Linked DNA regions of Anas platyrhynchos: region 1 is linked to region 2. The links are chromatin contacts, called in public Hi-C maps. All regions are on one chromosome and are shown on one strand. The core of a region is the stretch at or near the end of the contact, and the rest is flanking DNA. Distances in the headings are between cores, read along the strand shown. Region 1 holds the start of PSMB7 (proteasome 20S subunit beta 7). Region 2 has its middle 50 kb from the start of NEK6.

Region 1 (7,291 bases), core at 106-2,605, 140 kb after region 2:
TTAACAGCATTATTAATATATAAGAAGAACATTTGGTTACCTGAAAAGCATTTGCTTTAGCATTCGATTAGCTGTGACAACGCGTGGAAGTCGTCCAGTAGACAGCGAATGGAGCTCCAGATTGGAAGAAATCAGCTGAGTTGTCATTTCAGTATCTGCAGCTGTTCCAGCACCGCAACAACTGGGAAATATTGCAAGCAAGTTGGAAGAGGCGGGGAGGGGAAACAAGTAACTGTGTGCCTCTATGAGCATTCTGCCTGGTTTATTCAACAAATTTAAACTTCTTTTTTTCTTTCTAAGCTGCCTCAAGTCATTCAACTCTTTTTAACTACTTGGGTTTTCTTCCTGTCCATCCCTAGACAGCGTTTACAGTTCCTGAAACACAACAGCCTTGCTACTCGTAATCCTAATGAGCGGCACATATAATTACAGCCCCTTAAGACTTTTTTTTTCTTCTTTTCAGCATTTGCAGTCTGTGCATCCCCTTCCCTCATTGCAAAATTGAAGAAACTAAGTTCCCATACAGTTAGTATTTTCAGAGCATGAAACAAGACAGCCTATTTAAACATGAATAAAATGCCCAAAATGAGCAAGCCTGGCTAATAAATGTAAATTATTGTTTTTAAGCACCTTAATACTTGCCGTTGGCAGAGGGGACAGCTAAAAATCCCACACAACAACCGATCCCACACTTACTAGATGTTAGGAGAAATGAAGTGTATTTTCGAGCAGTTCTTGTCAGCCACAACCATTCCTTCCGTCGCTCTCGTGTCTGCTCCGAGGACCACGCCATCCTGAGCAAGGAGAGAACGACTCCCAGAGCCCGGCCTCGGCCCCGGGGGGCTCGCACCGGGGGGGTTTGACCCCAGCCCCGGGCCCGGCCCCGCCGTGACTCAGCGGGGCCGCAGCGCTGGGGCCCGGCCCGCTGCCCGCCGCCCACCGCCCGGAGCCGTCCGCCGCCCCTCACCTTGAAGACGACGCCCGCGATGGTGGTGCCGGTCTTGCGGGCCGCCGGCAGCCGCTGCCCCTTCTGGGCGAGCTCGGCCTCCAGGAGCGAGTTCCTGCAACACAGGGGCAGGAGCGCTGAGGCCGGGTGGGCGGTGGCGGGGGCTCCGCCGGCTCCCAGCCCCGAGCCCCGCAGCCCACCCGTCACATCGCATCCCCTCGCCCCCCGTCCCGGCCGCCCCGCGCCTCACCGAGCGCAGTTGTCGAAGCTGAAGCCGCCGCTGGGCGCCTGCAGCACGGACACGGCCGCCATCTCCTCGCCGAGCCGAGCGGTTCCGGGTCGGGCTCCTGCGCGCGCAGCGGGGCCGCTGCCGGGGCTGGGCCCGCCTCGGGGCCCCGCCGGGCGCTGCGAAATGGCGGCGGGGCCCGGCCCGGCTCCACGGGCACGGCTCCCTCCTGTCCTGGGGGGGCCCGGCCGTGCTTCTGGGCCCTGCCCCGCTCTCAGCGCTCGGAGCTGGTGGCGGAGGGGCTGGGGCACAGGGAGAGGGAAGGGGGGGAGCGCGGTGTGGAGCCGCAGGCAGTGTGAGCCCCGCGGGGTGGGTGCCGGTCCGTGTCCAGGCTGAAATAATAAGAAAGTGCACGGGTGAGCTGCGGTTTGTGTGTCATTTACACCAAGCAGCCGAAGGTGGTCGGTCCTGCACTGCTAGTCCCGTTCCTCCAAGCAGTCATCAAACTGACTCGTTATGTTCAGACCTTACAAAGAACCTGCAACCAAAGAACCAAAAAAGAGAAAATGCAAATCCACCTGAAATGCTGCACTGTTAATGTCACGGGTGTATGGTGAGAGACAAAATGTAAATGCCCGTTTTCAAAATTAGCAAAGTCCTGCTCTATCCCAAGGAGATCAATAAAATTATTTCACTCTTTTCCAGATAAAGTACATCAGACCTTTGCTTTAGCTTTCTTTTCCCCAGGTTACAGACATGGAAAGGAACGGCCCAGTGTGTTCACAGACAAAAGAACTCGTGGCAGCTTTTCAAGAAAGGATGCATCTTAAATGCAAACATACTGAGATTTTTCAGAAGTGTACCACATACCTAATTACATGTCTAATATGCTTTCTAGAAAATTGGGAAAAAAGTGTCTGAAATTAAAAATCTTGTTGTTTTAAAAAAGTCAAATGTTGTTTGTCCCGACCATTAAATGGCAATTATACAAGAACCTCTATTTTTTAGAACACCACAAGAACGTAATCAGTGCATTGGCTTCTTGCCTAAAGGAGACTTTATCTAAGCATTTTACTAAATATCTTCCTTTTTGAGGTGCTTCATCCTCAGAACACATCTTGAGAGTATGTGGCATTGCTGGCAGGAGCAGGTCTGGCTTTCATTCCAGAAGGAACAATGTCTCTTGCATCAGAAGTGAATCAAATATCTTGCAGACTCCCTCTGAACAAGCACCAGTTAGCAGATGGCCTAAAAATGAAACTAGGGTCTCATGCATCCAGAACAAATCTACAAGTCTACAGTGTCCCTCCAAATTATTTAAAATGCTCCCCATCATTGTGTTATTCAGATAAAGGTATGCAAACAAAAATAAGACGGGTGGGCAAAGCTATTGTGCAACGTCTGCTTTTCCCTGTTCAAAAATAGATGCCAATGGGAGGGGAAAGAAAACAGCCAGGGGGGTGAAAAACAAAATCCAGCATTTTTCTTGTTTATGCCAGTCTTGTAGCAAAATAACTAGAGCAGTGTTCAGACTGGAGGAGCTGGAGAGCCAGACATGGCATTTGTCCCTGCCAGTTAATAGAAAAGGCTTGTGAAATAGGCAAGAATCAATTTTTCTGTTGGAGGTAGGTTAACTCCAGATCCTATGACTTGCAAGCCCTTGCTGAGGACACCTTGCAGACAGATAACTCAGAAATGTGCTGACACTGCCCAAAGTCTCTGTGCCCGCTGAAGAGAGGGGAAAAGTGCCTGATACTTGAAACTGGAAAGAGGAATGGGGATCTCTGTTCTTTCTAAGTGCCCTTTGGTTTCTGTCACTGTCAGAAAGCCTTGCTGCTCTCATCCACACCAGCTGTGGGCTCCCAGGGGTACATTGCTAAGCTGGTGGAGTTCCAGAGTTCACATTTTTGGCATTGGCTAAATCAGACAGTGTCCCTGCGTGTGGATTCATTGCCTCTGTGTACTGTAGGTCCCAGATGAAGCTTGGCTGCCTGGTTTGAGGTGGAGTGCACTATACTGACAGCATTTGTTCCAACAGACCACAAAAGACCATCTATAAGATAAGCACACAAAGAACCTGCACTCTCTTCTCCCCCTTCTTTTAACCCTTGCATAACTAAAAATCCTATTTTCTTGCACACCAGTTAGACTGGGAAGCTGTCTGAGAGGAAGAATATCCTGCTGCCAGATGCTCTTTTTTTTTTTTTTTTTTCTTTCTTTTTTATTCTAACACAGTTGTTTTTCTCTTCACTTGATAAAGTTAAAATAAACAGTCTCTAGGGTGAATTACAGACGTCAAAATTGGATTGGCATACAAACTGTAGAGCAGTTGGTGGTTGGGAGTCTGGGGAAAAAGAAACAGCAGGTTTTAGCTAGAGGGGACAACAGCTTTATTTCCCTCTTGGTCCTTGACAACCAAGCAGATGTCCTACGATTATTGTTTTACCTTCTAGTGATATAGTGCCTTTTCCTATCCTCCCAGGTATGCAACTGGCTCTCTTGCAGATGTGCAGGTAGGGCTCTTCCTTAGTTCAAAGCTGTCTTAGCGCACCGCTAGCTCCATCTATTGCTGGTTAACAGCTGGCTGCATTTCAGATAAATGTTTGTTTCTTCCTCTCAGCCTTACAGGATACCCATTTCCAGTCCTATGTATGTAGGCACAACTGATGGTCTTAAGAACAAGTTATTTTCTGATCATCTTACACAGGCTTTTTCACACCTGTTTGCTTGCAATCTTTGCATCTGGGTTGATGCCCTCCACTATACACACAGGTGAGTTGTTCAAGTTTTCTGCAGTCCTCCAGAGTCCCCAGTGTGATGTTATCAGGACCACAGAGTGCTGAAGCCTGAAGACTGCAAGCTTTTCTTTTGTTATTGTTTTGTTGGGTTTTGTTTTTGTTATAAAGCTGCCCTGAAGTCTGTTCCAAGCCTTAACCTGCAGTCCAAGTTTATGGCCCTACAAGACATTTGTCAGGGAAGTTAAATAGCACCCAAATACCTTTTTTTTGGAAACTTACTTGGAATTCAAGGAATGCTAGTGTTTTTTTCTCGACAGGTGGGCATTCAGGCTGAAGCCCGTATCTTTACCGTTTGTATCTCTATATAATTTACAAACTCTCAGGTATTTTGGTGTCTGCGTTTACACACTGCCTTGTTCCCCGGTTTTGTATTCTTTTTTTGTATTTTGTATAATTTGTATTTGTTATTCTGATGGAATAACTTGGCACCTAAACCTGTTTGTTTAGGGTTTTCACAGGACAGTCAGACAACCCCGATAGCCACAGTCAGCACAACAGCTGCATACACTGAGAAAATCTCGAGTGCTCTGTAGCACGCCAGCAAAGCCTGCGGTGTTGGTAGGTGAAAGCCAACACAGAGCTGGCTGTGTCGGTGGTGGGAGCGCAGTGCCCAGTGACTTGGGGCTATGGGACTGGTGCCTGTGACTGTTCAAACTGAAAGGTGACACAGCACCACTGGCACATGCATGGGAAATGACAGGCAGTTCAAGAAGCCTAAGAAATGCTTTCTTGTGCTATGAGTAGCCACGCTGGTATCTCTGTTGCATGATGACTTCCCTCATGCTTCGTGTCTGCCTGCAGAACTCGTGGGGGAACATGCTGGGTTCCTGCACCACCCAGCCCTGCGTGTGACTGGGTTTTGTTAGAGGTGGCCAGAGGCAACGCAGATTGTCCAGGAGCTGAAAACACATACTGTGGTTGTGCTTGAACCCTACTCATGGCTGTCTTGTGTGTATTCCAACACATTCATGAGTTCCCAAACTAGCCAGGAGCGACCGTAATGTCCCAAGGTGAACTTGGGTTAGGAGCGGAGCCAGGCAGAGATAATCACCAAACAGGAGAATAAATGCACCATGTGGCTCTCCTGTTCAAAACCACTCTAATTTCAAACATCTTGCCTCAACGGCGATCTGTTAACAAGCTGCAGGCCAAGAATCTGTCAGAAGAATTTAAATACAATTCTGACAGATCTGAATGAGATGGACTAAAACTTTACCAACCTGTGGGTACAAGAAAGCTAATCAAAGAAGAGCTTCCCCAGGTTGGGACAGAAGGTGATTTCCCAGGGATCTTCACTGTGTAACTGTTGGTTCTGAAAGCAGGAGATCTATTCAAGGTGTTCAGACTCATTACAGGACATAAAGATCTAATTTGAGAAGTTTATTCATTACATAAAAACTGAAAGAAGAGATTGAAGCTGGGAGCAGAGAAGTGGTGCTTCTCTGCTTCAGTGCTTCAGTGCAAGTGATGATGCACTGAATTGTGAAGCAAGTTTCCAGGAGTTTTTGAAAGAATAATTTTCTGAACGGGGGAAAGGGGCTGGCAGAAAGACAGAAACAAGAAACAGACTGTGTCCCTCCTTAGGGGACACAGTTGCTTGCTTTTAGCTAGATGCTGTAGGATGCTAGAAACTCAAGAAAGTCCAGTGCTGATCTTATGCTATTTTCTAGCATTATGATACTCAAATCATTCTGCTACTGTCTATCACTTGTCAATACTGTTTAGGAAAAGTGCCTGAATTTCTGGTGTTCTGTTGACAATTGGAAAAGTCCTTCTGTTAGAAGTGTTGGATTGAGTTTTCAGCTTTATTTAGGTTCTGTCAGAACAGGCTGGCAAAACTAGACAAGTTGGAAAAGGAAGAAGAGAGTTTCAGGTATGGAGAGGTCTGAGCAGCTCTCTGAGATGCTGCTGTGTGTCATGAGAAGGGTGTGAAGTGGGGACTGCCGGGCTAGTTCCTGCAGGACACAGGTGCTTACAGTGGAGTTGCCTCTGGATGAGAAACCCGAATGATCACCCAATCACCCCGATTGCACCCAAGCCTGAGAACTGATCTGTCCTTAAGAGAGCAATAACACAGCCTGTGAATTTTCATCTCTGTGATTTCGTTGCAAAGTGCTGCCACTTCATTTCACACCATGTGGGAGAAGTCAAGGCAGCTTTAGAAGAGATGGCTTTCTCTTGTAGGAGTTTCAAGGCCACAAGAGTTTCTGTTGTAATGCCCAAGCATATTTTATAATTCTGTGGTTTGTAATTTGTTGCCCTAAATATCCATGTTTTGCCTTTATTACAGGTATTGTGACAGGAATCTAGCTTAATGAAGGGAAGGAAGCGTCTGATTTCTTAGTCAAATGGACAAGTGGTAATAAAGCCTCAGCACCTCTTTGGAGATGGGTCTGTATTTCATCCCGCTGAACCCACGGTATTTTTGCCTCCTGTGGCGTCATAACAGGAACCACTGACCATCCTAGAGGAAAAACTGAGAGTAACTTAGGTACTGAAGGCACCCAATCCACTTCTGAACCGATCATTTCAGCCTCACAGCATTAATTCCCTGGCACTGGGAAAAAACTTTCACACTGTACCTAGTGGAAGTGAAGCCTCGCATCCTTTTTAAGCCATAAAAGTCACATTTGCTTTTCTCATTGCTCACTCTTTGTTGTATTAGTAGCCACGAGGTATCTTACAGAGGCCCGTGTGTGTGGGTAGGGCTGGGCAAGAGCATTTACTGCGAGGGGTGCTGGACCCCGGCCAGCCCAGGGGGGCTCTGAGGAGGCGCGGTGGCCCCAGGCACCCTGTGTCCCTCAGAGCTGCCCGTGCCTCTGCTCTGTGGGGTGTGCTGCTTACACCAGTTGTTTGTAGACCCTCCTTTCTGTCTTGTGACTGAGGTGAAAAGATCCAGGAAAAAAAGGGTTTCTCTACTGCCAGGTTCCAGCAGCAAAAACCCAGGCCATCTGCTTCATGGTCTGGAGTGTGCCTGGTTGCATGGTGCAGTGGCAATCGCTGGAGTTCTGGTGTTGCACAACAGTTGCATGTGGAAAACTTTACCCTTTAATGTGAAAAATGGGAAAGACAGATGTGGTCTGTGCCTAATGTTGTTCTCGTGCTTACTGCTCTCATCTTGCAGCAGCTCTCCTGCTGCTACCTTCCCTCACTCTGTGTGAGCACCAGAGCTCCTCTCTTCACCCCAGAAAGCAGGTGCAGAGTCCCCATCCCCGGAGCGAGCTCTTCTTTCACTTGGGATCTCAGAGGATGGCAGAGACACCAGCCAGAGCTCTGGGACATTTGTGAGCCTAATCTGATGCACCTCGACCAGCCCCACTG
Region 2 (6,837 bases), core at 1,421-3,920:
GTCAGACCCACGGAAAAGCCATGGCTTTGACTGAGGTTCACAATGATCTGGGGGTTAATTCTGGTAGAAGATGTTCCTCAGTAATCTAAATGGAGGAAAAAGGTAAAATTTTCTGGGGCCACAGGACGTTTTCTAGTTTTCCTCAGACCTCCTCATGAAACTTTCAGCATCCCAGGATTAGATGCTGCTTCTTGAATATGGCCAATGTTATTCCTGTTCTCTTCCTTCCCTGGCTGGAATGTTTTTGTGAGTACATCATTGATTAGTGGGCAAGTAGTTTTTACTGCGTGCTGAAGTTTTTATTTAATGGGAGTTTTATTTAATGGGAGGAAAGATTAGGTCCTACTGGGAAAGAATTGAGCTCAGTCCCTCACTGGAAGAAGGGTAAATATGCTGTTCAGTGGAATAGAGTAAAAACTTACAGAGACAAATATGAACATGTCCAGTTACAATCTTCTCATCTGAAAACCAGAGAAGGAGCTGTGATGGTCTTTGGATCACTTCAAAAAAATCAGTTAATTTTTAAACCCCGCACAGATCCCAAGTATATAATCTTTTAATCATATCCTCCACCTGTGATTCACATTTTTAGGGGGTCTTACAACAGTGACCCGTCTAGAAGTGATGTACGACCAAAGAGCAGTGCTCAGTAACTCAGAGCCTTGCCCCCCTCGAGTGCCCTGACGCGGTTTGCTTTGTGTTTCTGCCATCGCCTGTGCAGAGAACAGAGCGCTTTGCTTTACAGTACGCGTGGCCTCTGCTTACATACACCTATGAATTAATGCCAGCTTTTATTTTAAAATGCTATCAGAAAAATGAGTTCTTTGTTCAGTGCTGTTGTCTGATTTTCCTCCTGCGCTGGTCTTACTCTGCTGCAGTTTGCATCGGGGCTTTTTGGGATTTAGGGATGGGAAAGGCCAAGCGATGGCTCCTTTGCTAGGGACCCAACTGCAGCCTGTCGCAAAAAGAAGTTTGCAAAAAGGAGGTGACCTCAGCCCAGCTGCCAGTCCGGGGCTTTGCACCATGCCTTGTCCTCCAAATGCCAGTGAGGAAAATCTCTTTGGAAGTTTCTGCCTTGCTCATCCCATTTACTGAAACTAAATTTCAGGAAGCTAATCGGGCAGAGAGTGCAAAGGATGAAATGTTAGAAATCAAATTAATGAAGCTGAATCACCAATTTGCGACCTAGAAGACTATTAGGAGTGGTCAGAATTAATTAACTCTCCTTTGCAATGCTTCAGAGGCAGGCAGCGAGCTAGGCACAGAGACGCAAAGGACATCGATGGGATGTGACTACCTGGAGCCCTGTGAAGAAACGCAGCGAGGTCACTCTCCAGCCCGAGCCTGGGCTCCGGGGGCTGCTCATGAAACACGGTCAGCAGGAGCAGCAGGGAGAGTTGCCATGCTCCCATCTCGTGTCCTGCCCGCATGCAGGGCTGGGCTCCATCTCCCGGTGCCGCAGCCATCACCAGACACAGAGAAACTCTGACACGGTGTCTTGCTGATATTTTGCCGAATTAATCAAAACCGGGTCGGAGCCCTAAGCTGTTCCAGGGGAGGATGATACACGTGTTGGGCTGCAGCTTCTTTCCTTTCAAAGGTCGGAGTTTTAGACAGCTCTGTCTGGTCGTTGCCAAACTGAGTCAGTCGTCTGGGGAGCTCTGTGATAGGAAGCCAGCTTATCAGTTGATTTGAAGTGAATGTGAAAGGTGATACCCACTTCAGTAATTCTGGAGAATTTTGAAGAAAATTAGTATTTTCCTCACCATTCTTTTTGGGGCAAATATGGAAGGAAGAAGCTATCCGATGGTGTTTATTTTCACTCACCAGGAATGCAGTGTTTCTTCTTGAGTTGATAAACTCCTCTGTACGCTAAACAGCCTGTGGGAGAAGGGAAGGGGAGGGAAAGATCGGTGCAGAGATGCTTCAGGTCCTTGAATAATGCATTGTTCAGTAAATTGACTGTCCGACCAGGAAATAGCCCACTGTATGTGATCAACATCGACATTGCTAGCTGGACAACTTACAAAGAAGCATTTTGGAATTAATTTGATGATTATGAAAATGTCTTAGATCCTTTGCTGAAGGCTAAATAAACACAATTAAAATATTCTTAGTTTTCAATGTGCTTTGTTCAGTTCATTAAGTGTAACTAGAGCTTCCAGTTATCTGCATTTAGTTTTTCAAAAAATTGGAGGGTATTTTTAGAGCAATGTAAAGCTTATTGCTAATTACACCTGGGGGGAAATCTCATTAGATATTCATTTGCTTTCAGAGTTTAAAACAATTCTAATGAGCTGCATTAGTTGTGATAACACTGACTGACTCTCTCTCGTCTGCTCCCCCTGGCTCGTCTGAAACAAACAAAGCTGCTCCGCAGCCCGTGGCTCGGCGAATGTGACCTTGGCGCTCCTCGGGTGCGGCAGGAGGGAAATGTGGTGCCAAGGACGAGCTCGTTGTGCCAGGGGCCTGCGGCTGGACACGATGGGTGAGGCTGCGGTGAGCTGCCTGCACAGCACCCTGCTGTGCCCGGATGGCTTTCGGGCATCCCCTGCCACCTCTGCTGGACTCACGTGCCGAGATCTCGGCCAGGCTGTACGAGGCAGCCAAGTGAGCACCTGCAGGCACCTGCAGAAGGAGCCCTCCCGAGCCCTCCCGTAGCCACGTCTGGCCAGGTGGGAGCAGCTGGGGCTGGGAGACCCTGCAGGAGCCGCTCTTGACCTTGCTGCTGCTCACGGTAGATCGCCGTGTGGAGGTTTGTCGGCTGGTGTGTCTGCCTGGGCAGTGCCATGATGAGAGGTCAGCTTGGTTCTCAGCCCTCTGCTCCTCCAGCTGCCAGAAGAATTGCTGCCTCACCCCTCTGTACCCAGGAGATTGGAAAGGCTCTGGTGAAGGACTGTCGCTGGCTTGGATGCCTTAACACCAGGACGATGAAGCTGCTCAAGGAGAAGCAAAGAGCAGGCTTGCCTTGCCTAGTGTGAAGTGTGTTGAAGTAGGGCAGATAGAGCAGGGGAATTTTAATTTCTTCCTACATCGGTACATTTGGGATGAACTGAAGCTGCGAGGAATTCAGGCTGGCTGAACAGATAAATAATTTGGGGCTGATCTTTTTATCCCTTCCCACCAAGCCCCAACAATGACCCAAACCCAAGAACACCAGATGAGTTTTGATCTTGCTCCTTTTCATTTTACAGACATAGCATTTTTGTCCAGGACAGTTTGGATATATGGAGGATAAAAATTACAACAGCTCCACACAGCGTACTGTAACTAGCCCACGCAATCATTTGAATGTGTTTAAGTCAGCTCTTTCTAATCATGCAAAGCAACACGGTGGCATGGGAAAATACCTGTTTATGAGGCTATGTAAGCAACATAAGATATTCATCTCATCTGGCATGCAAGGAAGGAAGCCGTTTGTGCACACACATATCTCTGTAAATGGCATAGCAGGAAGGTGACTGTGAGCTGAGACACTCCTCTGGAGACCAAGGAGACTCAATGTGGATGTAAAGTGGCACATTGAGACAGGTTTACTGCGGCTTCCAGGCAGAGGCTATGAATTGAGCGGCAAGATAATGGTGTAGGAGTGATCACACACAGAGCAGGATATATGGGATTCTTTGGTAATTGGGGACATTTTGGCATTGGAGCCGAGCAGGGTGAGAACAAGCTGGCGGAGTCTGCGTGTCAGCAGGAAGGAAAGGGCTGGAGGCAAAGATGGAAGCTAATTTTGTTTTAATCTATTGGTTGTGGAGTAGAGGAGCATAAAGAGGAAAGCAGAAATGTCAGGCTTGGCTACTGGCAGAGAGAATACACCCGAGTCAGAGAGGAGCCGCCTGGACCAAAGTTGTAAGTAGAAAGGTGGAAACCAGACTTTATTCCTCAAAGGAAAAGAGAGCACAGAAAACGAAGCTTTCAGGGAGCGAGGGTGTGAAGTGGATGGTTGGTACCAAACCCCCTACTCTATGGCTCTCTTATTAGAGAGGTTAAAGGAACTGTGGGTCTAAATTGGAAAGGTTTTCACAGGCACTTCACAGAGCTGAAGTGTTTTGCAGGAGATTCCTCAAAGGTGGAAGGCGGACAGCCTCCCACCATTATTTAAGGAACAACCCAGATGTGCACCAGGGTCTTGCAGGGAAGTTCGTTTCTCTTCAGGTGAAGACGAGTCTTAGAAAATGTTTTAATAGATGAAAGGTGGCCTGTTGAGAAACGCACAGCTTGACCAAAGATAGCCAGTGTGGTTTCCGGAAAGGACCTTTTCTGCCTCGCTAACTTTTGGAAATTTCTTTTTTTAGAACATACACTCCTGTCAGCATAGACAAGAGGCTAAGCAGCAGTCAGGAGAGGCTTGGATCTTCAGACGGTGTTTGACAGGGTCCCACGTCGGAGGTTAATGTCTAAAGGTGGGGAGTTGGAAAGGGGAAGAATTGGCTCACTGATTGAAAATTGGCCAGAGGACAGGAGCAGAGTGGGGAAAGGAGGCATAAATAGAAGCCTTTCAAGATGAAAGACAAGTTAATAAAGGAGCGTGTACTGTAGGAGACTGCACTGGCGGATCCTGGTCTTTCTGATAGTTACAGTGTATGAAAGACTTGGCTGAGGACATAGAAAGCAAGATTTCCTAGTTTGCAGATCACATCGGATTTGGGAGGAGTGGTGAATAATGACGAATTCCAACACAGGCAAATTGGAGACCACTTCTAGGCTTTAAAGTGATGGCAAACACAGATCCAGACAGAGCAATACATTTTATGGCAATGTATTTGGTTACTGGTATCTGACTTCCCTTTAAGCAGTCTGGGATGGTCATTGGTTTTAACGCATCCCCGCGGGCTGTATTTCTTGCTGAGCTGCTGGAAGAGCCTCACAGAGAGTACACACATGGACGTAGTAAATTTTAGTCTCTCTTTGGGCTGGGGGGGAAACAACTGGAAATGTTTCAAAGGGCAAAAGCATCCGAATGGAAAAGGGCAGAAAGTAGGAGCGAATGAGCTGCTTTAGAAGGAATAAACAAAGAGCTATTCCTTCCACCTTCAACCCCGAGTTCAGAATAGCTCAGCTGACTTGGAGAACGAACCCAACCCACAGAGGCAGTAAATCCCATCTGATGCGGGATGATTCTGCCTCAAAATGGAAGCAACAGCTTGGCAGCATGTCCCGGCCCCGCAGCGGTGAGCAGCTCTGGCCAAAACGAAGCCTTTCAGGAGGGCGATGGTAGCTCCCCAGGCACACAGCACAGCTGGGAAGGCAATCGCGTGGCCGCGCAGAACCTGGGGGAGCCTGGCTGGCCGTCAGGGAGCCGGGCTGTCAGCTGGCCTGTCACAGCGCTCCTGGCTTCAAAGGAGCGATGACATTTTCCACTGTCTCAGGACGAATACCGTGGTGGTGGAAGGCGGAGGTATCTGTGTTAGTGCTTAAGTGATACTTCTCTGTCAGCTTCAGATGTTTGGAGTGAGCCATCACGAGCGGAGCAGGCTTGGAAGCGGTGCGCCGCGATGAAAGGAGCTGCGCTCAGGCTGGATGTCGCTCGGGGCTTCTGCCAAGCCAGCGGAAAGCAGGATCCCGGCCTGAGCCCCTGCTGAAATCTGCTGACATCAGCTAGGTAAAGCACACGGCTCGTGGAAGGAGATGGAGTTCGACTGTCTGACTAGGGCACACAGGCAGTCCTTGAGAAGCTTCTGAGCTTCTTCCCAAACATCTGTCAGGTTTGGAGGTTAAACCTCTGAGTGTTTTGCTTCAGTAGTGAAAATGCCCTCACTGGGGACTTTCCCCAGACCTATTCCTCAGTGATTTATTTCGTGTCCTCCAACCAGGCTTGTATAAATTCCTTTGGTTACTTTTTGGGTACTAATTAACTGTGCAGTAGAAATTATATTATACAACTGGTAATGAGCAAAATCTCAGATACAGTCATACACCAACCAAACCTTGGCAAAATGTAATTAGCTTAGCATTTGATACTTTTTTACTCTGCACTTGATTTTTTTCCCATCTGAGAAAAAAAACATCCCTATATAATGAGCTCTTTGAACCTAAATCAAACAACATTTTCAGTCGGGATAGGTAATGAAATATTAGTCAAACCCATTGCAATGGGCAGATCAGTCACTGCCTTGTGAGATCTTAAAAGGAACTCTGAGATGACGGTGGCAGAATGGCTTGCTGCAGGTCTTCCAGGCCAAGTGGTTATGGGTGCCACAGGTACGCTTTCGATCCCAGCACACTCGGAAAAACGAGTTGCCACTTGCTGAAAGCAATGGGATTGAGACAAGAAAAGCTGCTTTCACTTTTGGATCAAACCAGCGAATTCTCTGTGCCAAGAGGGAACCTGGAATAAGTATTAAGTCTTGCAGGAACGCTGAGGGAACTAAATATGTGTGCTTGGCCTCATGGCAACAACAAGGGAGCTTATAAAGCAAACAGTTGTGAGCTACTGAGCTCGGCTGTTCACCAGGGAGAGGAACAGTTTGCTGGAGCTCTCGTTTCCATATTAGCATCGTACAACAGCCTCATCTATTAGTAGAGTGTACTCTTATGTCTGAGATGCTGCTGCAGCACTGAATCACTTCCCAAGACACTAACTTTTTAGTTTCTCAGCAATAAGGCTGTTTGGAAAACAAAATATTGGTCCCCCAAGAAATTCTGATATTTTAGATTTTTTTTTGACCTAAATTGTAATAAAAATCAAAATGTTGAAATACTACATTGGGCAAAACGTCTCAAATATTTCAGTTGGGACGAAAAACGCAAAACGTCATTATCAAAACATTACCTTTCTCTGGTACAGAAGCATCTCAGTGCAATAATTTCCAAGTGTCAGGGATGATATATAAC

The links. A called contact is a pair of places that touch in the nucleus more often than the background predicts.
Region 1: a Hi-C map of skeletal muscle shows a contact between it and region 2, with 1.7 times the contacts expected there. The contact joins the promoter of PSMB7 here to the enhancer-like site in region 2. A contact is called at or near these places in 3 of 8 Hi-C or Micro-C datasets (liver, skeletal muscle and subcutaneous adipose tissue).

What each region holds. Positions count from the first base shown.
Region 1 is chr18:13,218,043-13,225,333 of IASCAAS_PekinDuck_T2T, forward strand. It overlaps PSMB7 (proteasome 20S subunit beta 7), which reads right to left and starts at 1,356. Exons shown (of 8, transcript XM_038164937.2): 1 at 1,197-1,356; 2 at 968-1,061; 3 at 697-794; 4 at 41-181. The coding sequence starts at 1,258.
Region 2 is chr18:13,079,556-13,086,392 of IASCAAS_PekinDuck_T2T, forward strand. No RefSeq gene overlaps it. Among named protein-coding and RNA genes, the nearest start is that of NEK6, 50 kb to the right of the region's middle. Within about 2 kb of position 2,671, at least 3 of the 8 cell types and tissues checked have an H3K27ac peak or open chromatin away from gene starts, as enhancers often do.